3 separate regions of the Zea mays genome follow, and all the other regions are linked to region 1. The links are chromatin contacts, called in public Hi-C and HiChIP or PLAC-seq maps. All regions are on one chromosome and are shown on one strand. Each heading gives the region's core, a stretch centred on a gene start, on an enhancer-like site or on the middle of the called end of the contact. The rest is flanking DNA. Distances are from core to core; before and after follow the strand shown. Region 1 holds the start of LOC100283425. Region 2 holds the start of LOC100281397 (acyl-activating enzyme 11). Region 3 holds the start of LOC100194408.

Region 1 (4,803 bases), core at 799-3,298:
GTTCCCCATTCTGCTGCTAGAGGAACGATTGCCGATAGTCAAGGCAAGCCCAATGGGCAACAGATGAACCCCCTAGGGTAATTAATTTATGTTGCTTATATAGGAAGAGTGGATGCAGTATGCCAGTATAATGTATACAAGCATCACTTTGGTATTGCATTATCCTGCTATGAAATGAACTCACAAGAACCAGCAAAACTTATGCAACAGTCATGCAGAGAGATGCTCTACTGCACTTAACCAGATTAAATTGGAAGAACAGGGGGTTTGTCACAAAGTATTTAAGATCAAATGATATAAAGTACAAGCAGTGTATTGAAGAGCTCATCTCAAAAGGACTGGAAAGCCTCTAACAATGAAGCTAAAAGGACTGCATTTGTTTCTTCATGTGGCATCCCCCTGAAGACGAGTATATTACCACCACCCACCAAAAGACCTAACGTTCTTGAAAGTATTGCAAAAGTGCTAAGTGGAGGTACAATAAAAAAATGTGATATGAATTGGCAACTCCATTTAATTTAATCGACATGACACCTCAATGTGTTATAAAATGAAACTTGGGCAAGTTCCTTCAAATTCAATATTGCTTGCAGCAACCTATAGATATAGTTGAGAAATATTCTGCTTATTGGCATAGGTAAGCTATGACATGTTTATCATACATGTTTTAATTAGATTTGATGCTTCACTGCAACGATGTGTTTGGAATGGCAGCCTGCGTAGCTAAACTAACCTGCTGCCTATGTACATTATCTGCTTTAATTGCACAAAGCTTCAGATTTAAAAATTGGTCCAACAAACAAAAATCTAGGCCTTGTCTAAATCACTTCCAATGACTTGAGAAGCTACAAGCCAGAATAGAGTTCCAGTCCTAATATCACCAAACAGTAATCTAGAATCTGTAACCAACTTCAGGTAGTTTGGAAGCCCCAAATTCAGGTCGCAGGGAAGATATGATGAATTTCCATTAAGCTTCCTACCAGCTAGACTGATTTCTAAACATTTTAGCACTGTTGTGTATTCATGATACATGAACATCACAACTCAATATATGAACATATGACAGCATAATGGTTGGAACTGCAGCAAGCACTGGGCAGCAAAAAAAGAGAGAGAGATCTGGACTGATCTCAAATGTCCATGTATCCCAGTGGCTTGATTTCACGTTTTAACTTCGTCATATTTGCAGCAAGCTTGAATTATGCTACCAAGAATCAAGAGTCACGTTTCTGTTTTCACCCTACCTAAATTAGCTCTGCAAGTGCTACACGGCTACAGCAGCTCCTGAAAACCCTAACCATTCAGTCAGCAGCTTAGTCTGAAATGTCTACAAATTAACCTAATAATATCCACGCCAACGCTGACGGGCCACCCGCCCAATGCTGCTTCCCCTGACAAAAGGGCGCACGATTCGCCACTCATGCAATCGGAATCCCTAAGTACCCGAGACAACATGTGGCCTTCACATCCAAATCACAAACTCAAGCCACAGCAGCCGAGCTAAATCCCGGAAAGAAGAGATTCGAAACGGCGTGACGGGGTCAGAGCTCACCTAAATCAAGCGGATCGGTCTGGGACCCGTATCAGGCGAGCTTGGCGGTGGCCGGGATGAGGCCAATGGAGGCGCCGCCCTTGACCTTGGTCTCCTGCGCCTCGCGGATCTTCTGCATCTGGAGCATCCGCTCCATGACGAGCTCGTACTGGCACTTCTCGTAGGCGTGGCGCTCGGGCTCGCACTTCCAGGGGAGGTAGAACTCGGCGACGCGGCACTTGTTGAGCGGGATGAGGAGGTGCGCGCACTGATCGCGGTAGGCGAGCGGCACCCGGGCCTCCGCCATCTCCGCCTGCGTCGCGATCTGGGGCTTCGAGGAGCCCAGCTCCACGCCGGCCGCCGCTGCCGCCGCCTCCATCTCAGTCGCTCTCTCGCCGGCGAGCTCGTCCGTCGATGAACGCGGGTTTGGTGTGGCTTGTGGTCTCGTGGATGGGAGAGTGGGTATGGGCTGAATTTGGGCCTGTAGTGGCTTCTAGCCCTTGATTGTGTCCTGAAACGGCGGAGACGCATCGAACGGGTTTTGTTCCGGCCGGGCCGCCGGGGACCTTAGGATCGAAAAAAAAAACTCGAGGCTCAAGAGTCGGCTCGGGCTTATTCAATCTCGGCTCATGAATCTCTTTAGTCCGAGTCAATTTTAACTGAGTCTGGATCGGCTCGTGAGCTGATATAGTAATATAGTATTTTAAGAGGAGAATTAGGTGTCTAGTTCCTTTTTTATCAAGGGCTCCATTTTTTGTTTTTGTTTTTGTTGTTTTTCATGTAGATTTTAGTCTTTCTTTCTTCATTCTTGTATTATATATGTATCTCATGTAGCATTTTGACCTTCACTTGTGTATATGCTAGAATGTGACTATGATCCTAGTAGTATGTTCTTTGTATACATGATGATGCTTTGGCATGCTTAGGCTCTGTTTGCTTATATTGATACAATATTGTTGAGCTAAGCTTCTTTTCATAATTGTGAACTTGACTATTACTTGTTGAATCCAAAACATGCTCCCCATTGAGATTGGCACCTAGCATGTATAGGATGTGTTTGAAATTCTTTGTATTGTCACTAGTATGCTAGGTGGCTATGCCTCATGTTTTGAGTTATTCATTGGCTTGATTCATTAAATCTGTGCTTAAAGCAAAATCAAGGTAAGTGAAAAAATCAAAAAGATCGAGATGAGTTTGAATTTGTCACCACATCATTGTATCGAGATTGCTTCTATTTCCACTTTTGGATGAACTCGAGTAGGTGGTGGATGATCAAAACCGGTGTCTTTACCTTCTGATTGCTTTGTTGCATAGGCTACACCCGGTTGAAAAGTTAGACAATGACAATGCTTACAACCTCTCGCACTCACATGCTTTTCATCGAAATTTGTAATCCGCTGTAAAATCTGATAAATCTTGAGAATTTAAACTGGTATCTATTTCAGATATATTTCTAGCATGATGAGTGACAATCGTTTAGGGTAGTTCATCTAGTTTATCTTGACTGACACTTAGTTGATTTCCTGCTTACTATATGCCTAGTGTTGTCTTTAGTGGTGTTGGGGGTAGATATCCTCGGGTCCTCACGAACACAGAAACATGTCACGGGCCGTCTGATGGGCCTCCTGATGGTCCACCTTGCAGGATGGGTCATCGGGCCACAACCAGGTTAGGCAAGCTCGATCCAAGAAGACGAAGACTAAACATCCGGGTTATGCGTAGGCAGAAGAGCTAATATCTCGACTGAAGAAGTTGCACACAGCCGAAGGGCTAAACACTCGGCGTCAACTCGGCTAAGGAAGTGATCAAACTCCGGATAAGCAGAACTACAGGCCGCGATAAAAGAGGAGATAGGTAGAATATATAGTGATCACAACTTGTAAGGAATAACCCTCTGGTCACTTATATAAGGCCGAGAGAGTACCCCTACCAAAACATCTCATCTCATCATACACCAGCCCTCATCAACCACACCTTAGCACCACAACAGCACATATGTAATCTATATACTCCAAAGCAACTCCAATACACAGCCTCAATAGGAAGTAGGGTGTTACGCATTCTAGCGGCCCGGACATATATCTTTACTACTCCTTAAGACCCTACCGTAGGCGTCCACAGTGATTTTGGTGCACGGTTCTGCCAAAGTTCGCGCCGCGGATCCCCACCCACTTCCCCTCTACTCCACAGCGCCCCCGCTCCCGCACATCGTCCCGCCGCGTCGTCCCGCCGCGGAAATCTCGTCCGCCCACACGATCCATCCCGTTGTCACCCCCCTGCTCGCACGTAGGCCCGCCTCTCCCTACCGCGATCTCATCGCGCCGCCCCGTTATCCCGCCGTGAAAATCTCACCAGCCCACGAGATCCACCCCACCGTCCCGCCCCCGCCCCCCTCGCTCGCACGTGGGCCCGCCTCTCCCCGCCGCGATCTCCACTCGCCTCCCCTCCTCGCCGCAGTCTCCTCTCCTCGGCAAGCACCCGCCCTCGCCCTCCCCCTGGCGCGGCGATGCAATCCGCATCAAGGCGCTCCCCCTCGGCAATCTCGCATCGCGGTGCCCCCTCCATCCTCGCGTGTGCCCCGCTCTCCTTCACGAAGCCCCGCTCCCTGCAGTCCCCTTCCATCGGCGACACCATCCTCGCCGGCAAATCGCGCCTCGCGATGCAATCCCCCATGGATCCGATCGGACCCGTTGCCGTCCCGGTGATCCCTGAAGCGTCGGCCGCCTGCCTCCCCACCCCCACCTGCCACCTCGTGTTGCCAGCAGAGATGTCGCGCGACCCCCCGTGATCCTGCCCCATTCCCCATCCTCGGCCCCTCCTCACGCCCCATCATCCGAAGTTTACAACGTCGCCAGAGACTATGCCTTCCTACTTGAAAGTCGCCTAGAGGGGGGGGTGAATAGGCAAATCTGAAATTTACAAACTTAAAGCACAACTACAAGCCGGTGTTAGCGTTAGAAACAAAGTCGAGTCCGAAAGAGAGGGAGAAAAACAAATCACAAGCAAATAAGGCGGATGACACGGTGATTTGTTTTACCGAGGTTCGGTTCTTGCAAACCTACTCCCCGTTGAGGTGGTCACAAAGACCAGGTCTCTTTCAACCCTTTCCCTCTCTCAAACGGTTACTTAGACCGAGTGAGCTTCCTTCCTTGATTTCTCGGGTCACTTAGACCCCGCAAGGACCACCACACAATTGGTGTCTCTTGCTTCGCCTACAAGGCTTTGAGAGTAAGAACGAGAGAAAGAAGAAAGCCAACCAAGCAACAAGAACA
Region 2 (4,803 bases), core at 887-3,386, 230 kb after region 1:
AGAGGAGCACTGGTAGTAGGTGTGATGACACTTTACTGCCTTCTATTGGCTTCCATAAACATATTACATCAGCGAGAGAGAGCGAGATGTAGGGTGTGTTTGGTTTAGTTTTTCGTTTTATCTTTTGTTTTTAAAAGCTAAAAGCCAAACTAAAGACTAGATTCAGAAAGCAGATTTTTTACGACCTATTTTTACTCGCTGAGTGATTATGTATGCAACCATGGTTGGATCCACTATGTATGTCTATGTACATGTCCTATGTCCAGATGTTGCTTATGATCTAAGCATTATAAGTACAAATCTAATCCTAGTGAGGTTCATTGGGTGGTTGTAAAGAATATCCTGAAGTACTTGCGAAGAATAAAGGATATGTTCCTGGTTTATGGTTATAAGGAAGAGCCAATCATAAATGGTTACATCGATGCTAGCTTCGAAACCAATAGAGATGATATTTAATCGTAGTCTGGATATACGTTCAGTGGACGAGCAATAAGTTGAAAATGTTTAAAGCAAAAGATAGTGGTTGATTCTACAATAGAGGCTAAGTATATCAAAGTGTCAGAAGCTACTAAGGAGGTTGTTTGGATCGAAAACTTTGTTTCCGAGTTGGGTGGGATTTCGAGTTCACCAAATCTTTGGACCATTATTGTGATAATAAATGTACCATTGCAGATGCCAAAGAACCTAGATCACCCAAAAAAAAATACAAGCACATACTTCACCGCTACCACCTTATTAATGACATTGTTAATACAGGTGATATGAAGATTTGTAAAATGCACCTTATTCGTGACATGAGGCCGGCATAGACAAGTGCAATTTGTATTGGATGTTTGCATGATTTATTTAGTGTAAGTGGAAGGCAATTGTATAAACGTCTGATGTTTATTAGTATTGAATAAAGTGTCATTTAGCCTCTTGAACTATTACTACTACATGATCGGCGAGTATGTGACTTGTTTTTTAACTCTATGTTTCGTAATGTTATCCAAACATCTCTTGGCTTAATTTATTATGTGAGACAATAATAATGGTTTGTGCAGACTAGCACATGTATTGGTTGGTGATCATGTTTTACGGATTATTAATATAGAAATATCAAATCGGTAGTATGGATATACATGGTAAAGCTCATGATATTGGATTGATCCGCCTCGAAACGTTGATGGGATCGTTATCTTAGATGCATGTCGTCAAACGTTCTCGAATGGTAGTATACCTATCAGATCGTTAGGAATGATGCCGTTGTTTCTCACTGTGTGTAGTGATGTATTTTAAAGTTGTCAAACACTAACCTGTATCTGGTTGTAAAAGCACTACTCCGAATAGGTTCACTACTCTGAATAGCAGCTAGCACACCGCCAAATCACGTTTTCAAGAGACAAATCACGTTTTGAAGAGGGTCGAGATCGTGGTCTCTCGCTACTAACAGACCCGGCCTGCATGCGTGGAGAGCGACGGTGGGAGACGCATGTAACGTACGGTCTCTTTCGCGAGCGTGACGAGTGGACTGCGTGCGCCAACTACCGGCGCTGATCGCATTTCGCACGTTGGACGATCGACGCCGCAGAAGAAGAAAAAATATCTGGTGCACAGTTACACACACAGACACGGGACGAGAGGCGACGGAACTGCACCAGCGATCGATTCGGACCCGGGCGACGACGGAACGCATGCAGCAGGCGTCACCATGCATGCAGAATAGTATATATTATATAATAACTAGGTTAAAAGTAGCAGTATAAGATAGAGCAGAGTTCACATGTGATTGGCCGATAAAGGCATCACACAACACGTTTGGTCTGCACTAGTATATGTGTCTGGACTCGACTTGACCACAGCTCACACCAGTACTACTCTATGTATTATATAGAGCCTTGGGCAAGACCAACCTCGGTCAGTCGGTCGGTCGGTCCAAAAATCAATTCCGCAAAATGGCCAGGCAAAAGGGTTCACACGAAACGAAACCCCCTGTTTCGGCGGATCGCTATGCCATGCTACAGGTCAAGACCCCGCGTTTTCACTTCATTTTCCTTCCCCGCCCCGGGAAACCTCCGTTTTCTCCCAGACCAGACCACTGCTCAGGCCTCTGGCCTAGTAGTAGTATATATAATACACCACCGCTCGATCCGCTGCGCCTCAACCATCTCACCTCGCCTCGCCTCGCCAGTCACCAACACGTACGCTAAGCACCATGGACCAGCTCCCCAAGCGCCCGGCCAACTACGTGCCGCTGAGCCCCGTGGGGTTCCTTCCCCGCGCCAATGCCGTCTACGGCGACCGCACGTCCGTCATCTACCGGGGCGTCCGCTTCACCTGGCGCCAGACGTACGCGCGCTGCCGCCGCCTCGCGTCCGCGCTGCTGTCCCTCGGCGTCGTCCGCAGGGGCGACGTCGTCTCCGTGCTCGCGCCCAACGTGCCTGCCATGTACGAGATGCACTTCGCCGTGCCCATGGCCGGCGCCGTCCTCAACACCATCAACACGCGCCTCGACGCCGCCGCCGTCGCCACCATCCTGCGCCACTCCGGGGCCAAGCTCTTCTTCGTCGACTACGACTACGTGCGCCTCGCCAGCGACGCGCTCCGCCTCCTCGACGCCGCCGACGTCCCGCTCGTCGCCGTCATCGACGACATCCACTCGCCCACGGGGGCCCGCCTCGGGGAGCTCGAGTACGAGGCGCTGCTCGCGCACGGCGACCCCGACGCCGACCTCCCGCCGCTCCAAGACGAGTGGGACGCCGTCACGCTCAGCTACACGTCCGGCACCACGTCCGCGCCCAAGGGCGTCGTCTACAGCCACCGCGGCGCGTACCTCAGCACCACCAGCCTGCTGCTGCAGTGGGGGGTGCCCGCCGAGCCCGTCTACCTCTGGACGCTCCCCATGTTCCACTGCAACGGCTGGACCTTCACCTGGGGCATGGCGGCGCGCGGCGGCGTCAACGTCTGCATCCGCGACGCGCGCCCCGCCGACATCTACCGAGCCATCGCGCGCCACCGCGTCACCCACATGTGCTGCGCGCCCGTCGTCTTCAGCATCCTCCTCGACGGCGACGGCGACAGCGACGGCGCCGCCAGGCAGCTCCAAGCCCCCGTCCACGTCCTCACCGGCGGCGCGCCGCCGCCGGCCGCGCTGCTCGAGCGCGTCGAGCGGATCGGCTTCAACGTCACGCACGCCTACGGCCTCACGGAGGCCACGGGCCCCGCGCTCGCGTGCGAGTGGCGCGACCAGTGGGACCGCCTCCCGCTCCCGGAGCGCGCGCGCCTCAAGGCGCGCCAGGGGGTCAGCGTCCTGTCCCTCGCCGACGCCGACGTCAAGAACGCCGACACCATGCTCAGCGTGCCGCGCGACGGCAGGACCGTCGGGGAGATCGTCCTCCGGGGCAGCAGCGTCATGAAGGGCTACCTCAACAACCCGGAGGCCAACGAGAGCGCCTTCAGGGCCGGCTGGTTCCTCACCGGCGACGTCGGCGTCGTGCACCCGGACGGCTACATCGAGATCAAGGACCGCTCCAAGGACGTCATCATCAGCGGCGGGGAGAACATCTGCAGCAAGGAGCTGGAGGAGGTGCTGTTCCGCCACCCGGCCGTGGCCGACGCCGCGGTCGTGGCCATGCCGCACCCGCGCTGGGGCGAGACGCCCTGCGCTTTCGTCGTGCCCAGGGACAAGGCCGCCGTGCTCAGCGAGGGCGACGTGCTCGCCTTCTGCAGCAAGCGCATGGCGCGCTTCATGGTTCCCAAGAAGGTGGAGGTCGTCGGAGCACTACCGAGGAACGCGCTTGGAAAGGTTGAGAAGGTCAAGCTCCGGGAGGCGGCACGTAAGCTGGCGCCCACCGTAGCAGCGGCGCAGAAGCCCAAGGCGAAGACGACGACGGTCGGCGGTCGCCGCGACGGGCAGCCGGTGGCGCACGTCATGGCGGTGTCAAGGCTATAGGTAGCAGTGGCAGCACACAGCGCGCTCCAGGGCACAGCTCGTGCTACACAGTAAACTTCTTTTTGCCAAAAGTTTTGGAGCTACTCACACATATGACATGCCAAAGCTCCTATAATAAGGATGCCGTACTTTTCAACTTCTTTTACGGGCAGTGACAGTGTAGGTACACTCGCACGGATTTCTTTTCCTTCTATTTTTTTCTCTCTCTCTGTACTTTGATACTTGACTATGTGCACATGCATTGTAAAATACACGCTTGTGAAACGTGGATGAAATAAATTTTTTGTTCTTACTAAACAAAATTGTGATAGCAATCGCCCCTGCCTGTCACTCTTTCTCGTAGTGTACTGTGGTAGTAGAGCAGCCGGCTGTATTTTAGCCGAAACGAACAATTCTTTTTGTCTCGTTAATCGTTAATCCGGTGGTAGTGACTGAAAGCAGACTGATCACTCTAAGTCAATTTCTGATGTACTTATATTCTCTTTATTCCACCGGCCGGCCATCTTCTTAGTGTCTGTAGAAACTAGATAAGTAGATAAGACAACACAATTGTATAAGTAGATAAGACAGATAGTTGCATTATAGCAAAGCTACAAACATTATTCCCAAATTATCAAGCATCAGGCAAAATATTTAAAAAGCATGGTAGAGAAATTAGACATAGCAAAAACTCCACATCTGCAGTGCCTTATTGTATTTAGACCTAAACTAATTAACTATTGTAGGCAGCCCACATCTCTAATACGATCTGATCTCTTAGTGTACTTCCATCACTTGACTCCATATCATTGGGATAGTTGTCTCCCTCAGGGACATCAACACATTGACTTGGAGATATATAATCTAGTTGGTTGTTCAGCCATCCTTCATCA
Region 3 (4,803 bases), core at 1,051-3,550, 210 kb before region 1:
CCTTGATGGTAGATTCCACACCGCAAACCAGATGTAATTTCTGACATAGGTTTGTGCTGTAATAATACCAAACAAACAGATGAGTACATTTCACGCAAGAGTGTATATGTCATCAAAAAAGCACTACTGTATAGTTAGCATACCTCATTGTAGATTACTTTCTTCTTTGATGGTCTATGATCGTCTACATCTTCCATAGAAACATCTCCGCTAGTTGGAACAACAACCAAATCAAGCAAACCAGGCTGTGCAAGCGATCTTACATATGACTCAACTGGAAGAAGAAATGTTTCATTGAGATTGTGGCTTCCATAAAATTATTTCACTGTATTAAAAAAATTGAGCTATAAATCAGTGCTATCCACCTGTCTCAGCGTTAAGGCCTTCTTCAATCGCTTTCCTTTTGTTATCTCTGTCATTTGTGATCAGTAGAACCTTCACGCTCTCACCAAGATGACTTTGGTACCAACGTGCAGCAACACGAATTGCTGAATAAGAAAACAATCAGTGGCACAACTGTTCTATATATGATAGAAAATGAAATGTGTGTGGAACCACATAACCAGGTTAACAAAATCATTCCATACCTCTGTCATTACGATCATTAGAGCTCTCCCCAACCATGTCTTTGACGTAAGTATCCCTGTTTTTTGAGTAAAAGGTGAACATATAATGGCAAATGAAAGAGAAGGCTGCCATCAAGACACAAGTATTGATATAAAAAGCTTACACGATTTACAGGACTACACAACTAGAAGCTGAAGCAATTAGATTTCAAAATTTCCCATTCATAGGCACTTGCATTCTAGACGGCAGAGAATATTTTTGCAGGCCAACATAGATTGCTGCGATTGACCTAGTTCTGTAGAATTAGGAGTTCTATTGCCTTTTTTCATGCAGCTAATCCATTTCTATATCCCTTTGAAAGATGCAATGTCAAGAAGAGTGTAAGCTTGCAAGTAATGATACACACATTAACAATTTTGCATTAGGAAGCTGTAGCCTTCTCAGAACATGGGCATCTACCAAAGCTATTAATTCTTCCCATGAAACTATTTGATAAGTAATTGTGCGGTCATGGTGATTGGATAAAGACATTTCATCAATACAATCATGCTGAAACTCATTCTTGTTCAGAGATCCGCGTTCTGAATAGGATAGCTGTTTCAGTTGCTAGGCACATTCTGCCTAAGACACCGATTCTGGTCTTTGTAAGTTTCCCCGTACTCGGTTGCACTCCCCTTTCCTCAAAAAGAAATACAATCATGCTGAAACTGCAAAAAAGAAATTGGGTCCAATACTCATGCTGCATGTTAAATGAGCATGTGACTTCAAGCAAACATAGTTTGAACAAAGTTTCTTTAAAATATATATACTATATAGCATCGATTTCATTTCATTTAAAGAAATCCACAAAGGTAACTCTAAGAAGAATTGACCACAGTATTTTATGGCACGAGTGATCTTGGGTTAACCCTTAAGTTCTCGTTGATTTTTCCAATGCTAGAAACTCAATACATTTATAGAACTACTAACTCCAGCAGCTTTATCATAAAATAGTCAATTGACTATAAAACTGGACCTGGAACCTTTTGGTTCAAATAGGAAGAGAGCACCCCAAACTGAAACAGAAATACAAACGGGCAGGGACATGATGGTAGAATACAACTCACCTATGCTGCTCGTTGGCGAAAACATAGAATCTACGTGCTTTGTTGATACACAGTGCCTTGATCCTGTTGAAAACTGAAAGGTTCTTATTCTTCACCTCGTCCAGCACCACTGACAGCAGGACGACATCCTCAATCGCCGGGTTCTCCAGCAAATCGATCTGACGCAGCATCTCAACTCATCATCCCAGCGCACCCTCACACCTAGGCTAAGCGGGAGATGGAGGAACACTTCCGTTACCTGGTGGAGCACGACGTTGGTGTCGACGACGAGGATGGCGGCGGCAGCGGCGCCAAGCTTTCGCTCCGCGGCTGCGGCGCAGGCGGTGCAGGGGACGAAGCCGCAGTAGATGTCGTCGCGGAGGTAGTGCTCCCTGACGACCTGCGAAGAGGCGACGACGGCGTCAGGTAGGGCCGTAGGGTTTGGGGGAGCACCTCGAGAGACGGCGACGTTTTGCCCGAGCAGTTACCTTTTGGATGCGGCCTTGCTTCGTCTTCTTCACGAATGACTTGCTCTGCAGCATGGTGGTGAGTTAGACAGTGCGCCGCGGGATTGCTCCGGCGGCGGCGAGGAACGCGGAGAAGTGTGTGTAGCAGCCGGCGGCGACAACGGGGCTAATAATTTGGTTCGAGGTGAGTGGCTGGCTGCCTGCCTGCCTGGTCTGGGTGTAGGTTCGTTCTACTTCGACCGCATACGGGAAAGGCTGTTGTGAGTCGTCAGAGAGGCCAAATGGGCCGCCCGGCCCGGCCCGGCCCGGCCCAGGAACGGTTAAGCCCAGCCTGTTTTGGTCCTGTCCCGCGAAACACGATTAGAAAACCGGATCGGGCCGTCCAAGCCGCGGGCTCGTTTTTCTATCTGAGCCTAGCCCGCAACGCGTTAGCACGGAAAAAACGGGCCGAAAAACAGGTTAAGCGGGCTTAACGGGCTTAGAGATAAACGGGTCGTGCAGGGCTAGTCCAATGTTCCTAGTTTCCTGTCCGAGCCTGGCCCGCTTATTCGTGTCGGGCTGGCCCGAGCCCGCATAGAACCGGGTCGTGCCGGGCTCGAATCGGGCCTAAACAGCGGGCTTCGTGCCGGGCTCGCGAGCCTCGTGCTTATTGGTCATCTATAGTCGTCATAGACCTGATGAAACCACCCGACCTAACCCGTCCAAGAAACCGAATTAATATGGTCATAATTTTTGACCTAATTCGACCTAATTCACGGGATAGGTAAGGGTTGTGATTTTTTATATAGAACCTGACCCAACCTAAAAAAACTCGACCCAAAGAAAAAATCAACCCAACCTAAAAAAATCCAACCCAACACATCAAATAGGTAGGCACGGGAAATCCGACCAGACCCGAAACCAACAGGTATAGTCGTAAGTACGGCTGCAAAAAAAAGCTTGAGACCCGGCTCGAAATCGGTTCAGTGGAGAGACTCATGAGTCTGAATGAGTATGAGACTAGTCTATTTTTTGGCTCACTCAAACAGCCAGCTCGTGAGTCTACTGATATGGTGCTATGCTTTTACACTATTACATTATCATGTTACTGTTTTTTTCCTTTTTATGAACTAGAAGCTTGATATAGTTTAAAATATGTTGCTGTATTTTTTGATACATAATTTTTTTATGAACTAGATGTTTGATATAGTTTAAGATATGATGGTGTATTTTTTGATACATTATTATGTTACTGAATTTTTTCCTTTTTATGAGTTGGCTAGAGTCGGACCTAATCTCGCAATGCGACCAAGCCAAGCCGAACTTGACTCGCTAGGTCTGAGAGCACCTAGAGGGGGTGAATAGGTGATCCTGCAAATCTTGAAAACTTAAGCCACAAAAACTTGGTTAAGCGTTAGCACAGTAAATGCCAAGTGGCTAGAGAGGAGTCTCAACAAAACACAATAACCACAAGAAATCAATCACAGAGATGGCACGGTGGTTATCCCATGGTTCGGCCAAGACCAACGCTTGCCTACTCCACGTTGTGGCGTCCCAACGGACGAGGGTTGCAATCAACCCCTCTCAAGCGGTCCAAAGACCCACTTGAATACCACGGTGTTTTGCTTGCTTTTCTCAATCCCGTTTGCGAGGAATCTCCACAACTTGGAGCCTCTCGCCCTTACACTTGAAATTCACAAAGAAGCACGGAGCAAGGGAGGGATTAGCAATGCACTCAAGACAAGAAATCACAGCAACACCACGCACACAAGTCGCAACGAGAGCTCACAACACAACTCAATGAGTTCACCACTCAACTAGAGCTCTAATTGCTATCGCAAAGAATCAAAGGCGCGGAATCGATGTCTTGGTGCTTAGGAATGTTGTAGGAATGCTTGGTGTGTTCCTCCATGCGCCTAGGGGTCCCTTTTATAGCCCCAAGGCAGCTAGGAGCCGTTGAGAGCAATCTAGGAAGGTTGATCTTGCCTTCTGTCGATTGGCGCACCGGACAGTCCGGTGCACACCGGACACTGTCCGGTGCCCGATTTCCTTCCAAAAATGGCGCAGTCGACCGTTGGCAGCCTGAGAGCCGTTGGCGCACCGGACGTGTCCGGTGCACACCGGACAGTCCGGTGCCTCCTTCTAGCCGTTGGCTCGGCCACGTGTCCCGCGCAGATCGCGCGGCTGACCGTTGGCCCTGCCGACCGTTGGCTCACCGGACAGTCCGGTGCACACCGGACAGTCCGGTGAATTATAGTCGTACGTCGCCGGTGAATTCCCGAGAGCGACGAGTTCGCCTGTGAACGGCCCACCGGACAGTCCGGTGCACCACCGGACAGTCCGGTGAATTATAGTCGTACACCGTCGTCGAAGTCCCGAGAGCAGCCTGTTTGCTCGAGCCAGCTTGACGCACCGGACACTGTCCGGTGCTCCAGACTGAGCAAAGTCTTGGCTGCTCGAGCCAAGGTATTTTCAATTGGATTTTTCCTGTTTCCAGCACTTAGACACAATACATTAGTCCATAAAACAATGTACTAAGTCTGAGAAACATACCTTTATCCTTGATTTGTACTTTGTCCACCTTTTTACACTTAGGCACTTGTGTTGGACACTAAATCGCCAAAATACTTAGAAATGGCCCAAGGGCACATTTCCCTTTCAATCTCCCCCTTTTTGGTGATTTATGCCAACACAACATAAAGCAA

Evidence for each region. Hi-C and Micro-C count contacts between places; a contact is called where the count stands out from the background. HiChIP or PLAC-seq counts read pairs in DNA pulled down with a chosen protein or histone mark.
Region 2: a contact with region 1 is called in an H3K4me3 HiChIP or PLAC-seq map of leaf, with 4 times the contacts expected there. The contact joins the promoter of LOC100281397 here to the promoter of LOC100283425 in region 1. A contact is called at or near these places in 4 of 25 Hi-C or Micro-C datasets (ear, leaf and tassel) and 1 of 3 datasets of contacts at active chromatin or transcription factors (leaf).
Region 3: a contact with region 1 is called in a Hi-C map of leaf, with 4 times the contacts expected there. The contact joins the promoter of LOC100194408 here to the promoter of LOC100283425 in region 1. A contact is called at or near these places in 3 of 25 Hi-C or Micro-C datasets (leaf and tassel).

Annotation. Positions count from the first base shown.
Region 1 is chr1:6,494,250-6,499,052 of Zm-B73-REFERENCE-NAM-5.0, forward strand. LOC100283425 reads right to left here and starts at 2,049. Exons shown (of 2, transcript NM_001366674.1): 1 at 1,553-2,049. The coding sequence starts at 1,910. The coding sequence ends at 1,584.
Region 2 is chr1:6,722,429-6,727,231 of Zm-B73-REFERENCE-NAM-5.0, forward strand. LOC100281397 (acyl-activating enzyme 11) reads left to right here and starts at 2,137. Exons shown (of 1, transcript NM_001154315.2): 1 at 2,137-4,067. The coding sequence starts at 2,195. The coding sequence ends at 3,931.
Region 3 is chr1:6,279,738-6,284,540 of Zm-B73-REFERENCE-NAM-5.0, forward strand. LOC100194408 reads right to left here and starts at 2,301. Exons shown (of 24, transcript NM_001363281.1): 1 at 2,141-2,301; 2 at 1,912-2,052; 3 at 1,674-1,831; 4 at 588-643; 5 at 366-488; 6 at 144-274; 7 at 1-56. The coding sequence starts at 2,194.